Linked DNA regions of Mus musculus: region 1 is linked to region 2. The links are chromatin contacts, called in public promoter capture Hi-C maps. All regions are on one chromosome and are shown on one strand. The core of a region is the stretch at or near the end of the contact, and the rest is flanking DNA. Distances in the headings are between cores, read along the strand shown.

Evidence for each region. Promoter capture Hi-C pulls out the DNA fragments that hold promoters and counts their contacts.
Region 1: a contact with region 2 is called in a promoter capture Hi-C map of hippocampal neurons, with 7 times the contacts expected there. The contact joins the enhancer-like site here to the promoter of Dact1 in region 2. A contact is called at or near these places in 11 of 39 promoter capture datasets (the 3T3-L1 cell line, the HPC-7 cell line, cranial neural crest and 6 more), 6 of 484 Hi-C or Micro-C datasets (cerebral cortex, embryonic fibroblasts, nephron progenitors and 1 more), 13 of 115 datasets of contacts at active chromatin or transcription factors (VIP interneurons, craniofacial prominence, embryonic basal ganglia and 10 more) and 3 of 9 other capture datasets (adipose tissue, embryonic stem cells and pancreatic islet).

The regions. Positions count from the first base shown.
Region 1 is chr12:71,622,792-71,625,704 of GRCm38.p6, reverse strand. All of the region lies in intron 2 of 9630002D21Rik (a long non-coding RNA gene), which reads right to left. Among named protein-coding and RNA genes, the nearest start is that of Gm46356, 5.4 kb to the left of the region's middle. Within about 2 kb of position 1,359, at least 16 of the 459 cell types and tissues checked have an H3K27ac peak or open chromatin away from gene starts, as enhancers often do. A contact at or near this core is called in hippocampal neurons, where this site is marked.
Region 2 is chr12:71,308,499-71,311,265 of GRCm38.p6, reverse strand. Dact1 (dishevelled-binding antagonist of beta-catenin 1) reads right to left here and starts at 1,382. Exons shown (of 4, transcript NM_021532.4): 1 at 959-1,382. The coding sequence starts at 1,282. It also overlaps a transcript of 2700049A03Rik not described here.

The sequences.
Region 1 (2,913 bases), core at 110-2,609, 310 kb before region 2:
GCAAGCCCTTATCACCTGACCCAGCTCACCGGCCCATCCTTTCCTCTTCTGTTGAGGCCACAATAGTAGCAGAGATTGATTCACCCTCTGCTCTTTTCATTGGTTGCTTTTTCTCCTGTGGTCAGTGTTGAGGGTACATCTCTGAGCCACTTTACAAATATTGAGTCCTATGTGTAACAGGATTCTATAGGCACTGGTGCGTCGTTTTCAATGGTCCTGTCCCTCTGTTGTTGTTGCTTGTTTGTTTTGTTTTGTTTTGTTTTGTTTTCCTCATTTCCAGTTACCTAGATCTTTAAACCAGGAATTCTTGGCAGGCCTCTGTACTGCTTTAGGTCTGCTCAAGCCCCTTGATGAATGAGTGTCCTTTGGACTTCCCGTCCTGGCCTTGATGTCTGCACACTCCCCGGGTCACTGCCCTGGGGCCCCATAACACTTGAGTTAGATTGAGGAGTGCTGTTTCTGGACACTTCCAAGTGCCATGTCAAGAGAATGAAGATTTGAGATAAAGACTTCCCAGAGAAAGACTTTAGGTGGCCCTTAAAAGAGAGAATGAATTTAAAAAGGCCAGACAAAGTCCTCTGGGAGGACCAAATGACTTCCCCAGACACCGCAGTGCAGGACTCTGAATAAGACAGGTGTTCTCTTACATATTGCCTAATCTAGGAAGGCTCCTCTGAGTGTCCCATTAGTACCAGGAGGAAGGTTTAATGGGAATTAAATTGCAATGAATATTCACAAACCAGACAAACTCTGCAAGAGTTCTGAGGGCCCACAGAGTGGAGTGATGTAATGACCCAGAGGCCCAGGGGCACTGGTGAAAAATAGATAGAGTGGGTCTCTTGGGACACTTCAGAGGACGCGTTAAAGACTTCGTGAAGAATAATGTCTCACATTGATGAATGAAGAGCTGTAGAGCAAAACCGTCCTGTCCTGATTCTGGCTGCCGTTGCCAGGGAATAATTGATGAACCACGTGCTGATTCAGAGCTGTCTAACAACCACCCCTGGATGAGGAAGCAACATGTGGAAATGCCACTGTTTCTGCAGCAACACAATGCTATCAAGTTAACACGTTAGTCTTTCATCTGAAAGTATAAGGAGACAAACCATTTAAATTCTTACAGGCACTACCTCTACTTGTTGAGGACCCTGCTGCCGAGTAAGAGCCGTCATGGCTAGGTGGACTGTTTTGACATTAATGGAGTGCTAGGTTGGAAAAGACCCACATACCAACCCCAGCATTTGTAAATCGTTACCTTTCTCAAAAAGTCAGTGGGATTAAGGCTCAGGCTTTGGTTTGGGCCGTTTGGATGCACCCAGCGTCTTTCTAAGTGAGCGTGGGGTCCAGGAGCCAGCGTGAGAGATGGAAACTAGGATAAGAGCAGGGGCTGTGTGAGGAAGAGGCAACAAGCCAAGGAAGGCAGATGGTTTCTGGAAGCTAAAAATAAAACGCAAGGAAATGGATCGTACCCTGGAGATAATCTCTGCTTAAGGCATGGAGGCTTCAGGACTTCCTATGTCACCTGAGCTGGAACAGCCCTGCGCCCCAGTCTGATCTCTTCAGTCCATGTTGAACCATCTTCCACACACTCCTTTTCTATCCCTCCAGATCTAGGGACAGGAGCTGCTTTCATCCGCCTTAGTGATGACATACGATCTGGTTTGCCTCTTGATCCCTTATTATATAATAGATCCTAGTATTAAGGGCTTGCTGCTATTATTATTATGGAAGTGTTTGTAGTTTCTGGCTCCTGACAGGGTTGTGAATGACACAGTACTCATCGCTATGCCCTAGCCCAATGCTGACTGCAGATGACTTTAATATGAGCACCAGTAGCTAGCTTCCTAACCCATTTGGCTCCAAACACTAGGCTTTAGGTTTTGGTCCCCACGTGGCCCTGGTTTTTCTCTTTACCTAGCTGCTTGCTTTTGCACTGTAGACACACGAGGTGCTTTGGTTTGAGTTCTACCCCATTCATAAGATATAAATTCCCGCATTCTTGCCTTGGAACCCAGCTGCATTGCTCCCCGAGGCTGGGCGCACATCACATATCTTTCTGGGTGGAAATAAAACTTTAAAACTGCACACCCAAGCTGAGTCCCTTAGCCATGCTCCTCTTCTTCCCCAGGCTGGGGAGTGTTCTGCTTTTGTAAGTAAAAAGGCTGGGTGTCCCTGAAGCAGCTCCAGTTTCTCCTCCTGATGGCTGTAGAGGGAATTCTGTGATGTAGGCGGGGTACTTATGTAAGAAAATTAATTTGTTTGTGAGTTTGAGGAAGCTCAAATAATTGTGGGCTTGGTTATACACTGAAAGGGTAATTTCCAGGCAATACATCATCTTCAAACACCCAGGCTGTTTTGACATGGCCGGGATTTGGGTTCTGTGCTCTTTCGAAGGCCGTATTTTAGTTTTGTGTAGCTTTTATTATTGGAAGCAAAGAAATAACCCAGTGGTCCTCAGCCTTCCTAATGCTGTGACCGTGTAATACAGTTCCTCACGCTGTGGTGACCCCCAACCATAAAATTATTTTGTTGCTACTTCATATTGTAATTTTGCTACTGTTATGAATCATAATGTAAATATCTGTTATGCAGGATATCTGACATGCAACCCCTGTTAAAGGGGTCAATTGACTGCTCCCCCTCAACAGGGTCGTGGCCCACAGGTTGAGATTCATTGCAAAAATTTTATAGGTTCTATCATGACCTCAGTGGTGTCCCTTTGGCTGGGATTCTGGTCTCTTCTCAGGCAGTCCAATGCTGCAGGTGTTGCCTGTCCCCATAAATGTCACAATCATGCTATGTATTACTGTTGGGTTTTCTTGCACAAGATAGTAACATCATAGTCCCTCTAGACATTAGAAATCTTGTTTTCCTAAAAGACACTTCTTAGAAAGCTGGGTTTACAGCCTTAGG
Region 2 (2,767 bases), core at 133-2,632:
GTAACTACACAAAAAATCTAGAAAACCGTAATACAAGAAAACACGTGACAACCCACAACATCACTTTCAGGGGGCCATTATATAGCTTAAGTAGTCTAATACAACACGCTGGGATAATAATCTTTTTGCTGTTTCCAAAACTACATTTTGAGGTCACTGAAACAAAGCTGCCGCCATTATTTTGAGGCAGCATCAAAAGCTGTTCTCAACACATGAAGGTCCAAAGTTCTTTTTCTTCCTTGCTAATGAAGACTGCACAGAACGACTGAGACAGTGACAGAAATCCAATAAGATAAATACTCCCAGCGAGCAGGTTCTCTCTTCTCCCACCTCCACCACCAAGCACAGCTGGCGGACCGGATAAAAGAGGAGGGGGCAGGGTCTCCGGCCAAATTGCCAGTATTTGCATCTAGTTTTAGCTGCCTTATACAAAGGACTTCTATTTAAAACTAAGCACCAGCCCAGGCAAAAGAGACTTGCAGGAGAGAAAGCACCGGGTAGGGCACGGCTCCCAGCAGGAGCTTCGCCGTAACCGTAAAACTCAATGTTGGACAGTTAGGCAAGCAACAAGCCTCTTCCTCGCTTTTGTGCGCACCCCCCCCCCTCCTTCCCGGGGAGGGATAACCAGGGAGACCATAAGGTGAAATGGCATTTTAAGTGGGGGTTGCAAACCTCGGAGGAAGGGGGCATGCAGTAGCCTAACTTTAAGGCTGGAACCAAGGGACTCCAAGAATTCCAAATGCAGGATAGATGAGCAGCCACCCCTCCCCGCAATCCGCCAGCTCCTCAGGTGACACAAAGCAGGCATCCGCCAGCAACGCGTGGAAGTCATGGGCAGCGGGCATCCGAGACACCACGGGCTCAGGGAAAATCGAGGTGGGGGTCACGTCGCGGCCAGGGATCCCACAGCCAGAGGCCATCAGCCCACCCTCCAGACAGGCCACCGGCCACCACCTACCAACTGCCTTCGCAGCAGCAAGATGTTCTCTTCCAGGAACTTCTCCTCCAGGCGGCTGCGCTGCGCCGCGTCTCCCCGCAGCTCCCCGGAGCGCGGCGCGACGGTCCCCACGGTCCCGGAGCAGCGCAGCGCACCGCGCACCAGCAGCTCTTGGCGTTGCCGCAGGTACCCCAGCTCCGCCAGCCCCGCCAGCGTGGCCTCCTGGCGCTCGCGGGTACGCTGCCGCTCCGTGTCCGCCTCGCCCCTCTCGCGCCAGCGCCCCTCGGCCTCCGCGCCCCGGCCGGGGCTCAGCGGCTCCGGCTCGCGCGCTGCGTCCGGCTTCATGACCCCCCGAGGCCCCGCCAGCCCGGGAGCAGCAGCACACGCTAGGGCCCCGGCCGCGAGCTCATGCCGCCCGCACTCGCATCCCGCGCTGCTCCCGTCTGCCGCCCCGCAGCTGATAACGCCCCGGCCACGCTACGTCACTCCCGGCCCCGACACCCCGCCTGCTCGCCCGCCCGCCCGCCGCCGCCTCCGCCGGCTCGCGGCGATCAGCTCCTGTCAGGCGCCGGGGCCGCCTGCGCCCCGCCCCGGCCCCGCCCCGGCTCCGCGCCCCCTTTTTCGGTCCTGCGGCACCGCGGTCCCCTCGGCGCCGATTGGCTCGGCTCCATCTCCGGCAGCGGTGGCGGGTGAGGGCCGAGCATCTTGTTACAGCCAGCCCCGAGGGCCGGTCCGCGGGCGCCGTGGCTTTGGGCTCCCGGGACAACTTTCTGAAACTTAACCCCTTCCTCACGTGTCCACGCTCCAAGTCCTCTCCCTTGGCTCTGGGTTTCTTCATCCCAAGCTAATGTCCACTCGGTACTCAGAACACCACTTCTGTAGACTTGGGTTTGGAGGTCGCCTTTGTTTTAAACTCTATTTTGTAACTGGAAGGAAAAAAAAAAAACAAGCAAGGACGTTGTTCTAAAACTCTTTTTGTTTGTTTCAGCTTTTAATCGGAGCTTTGCTGAAGAAGGCCTTTCAAGTCTTACAGAAGGATGCTGTTGTGAGGCCAGCGTTCGCATCAATTCCTATAAAAGCCCAGACTTTATGAGGGGTGGCGTGTGAGCACCTATTGTTTTGTTTTGTTTTGTTTTTTACCGTTCCTTAGCTTCTGTTCACTAGAGCCCTGACTCCGAATCCAGACTGTCTGAATCTGATTCCACGAATAGCAAGTTAAGTGCCCTCCTTGTGCCTCCGTTTACCCAATAGTAAAATGGAGCTAACAGACCAGTCTATTCTAAGAATTACAGTGGCAAACGACGTATAATACATATGCGGTGGTCCAGCACATAAATCTTTAAATAGTTATCTCTCTCCGGGAGGCAGAGGTGGCACATGCTTTTAGTCCCAGCACTTAGTAGGCAGAGGCAGGCAGATCTCAGGGTCGAGGACAGAGAGAGAGAGAACGATATTGTGCTCATGGGGTTTCTTCCCCGACCCCAGGGGAACTTATTTTAGAATTCCCCTAAAATACCATTCAGGATTTGACCTTGTGTCCTTGGGATGCCACTCAGTGGGTATTTCATTGGCTCGGGGATCTATCTGGAAACGCCATTAGCTGGCTTATGGGAGCTGCACCTCATGCCTTGAATCCTAGAACCTCAGAAATTAAATTTAGGGAGTCACAATTTGAGATCATTAAGACAAAGTGTTCTATGAAGGAACACATTTCAGGTCATGACTTCAGAATTTTACACCTTTGCCCAGCTGCTCACTTCAGCAAGGAATTCTCTCTCTTTTTACTCTCTATGTGGTCTAATCTTCCAAGATCAATTTGTTCATGCCCTA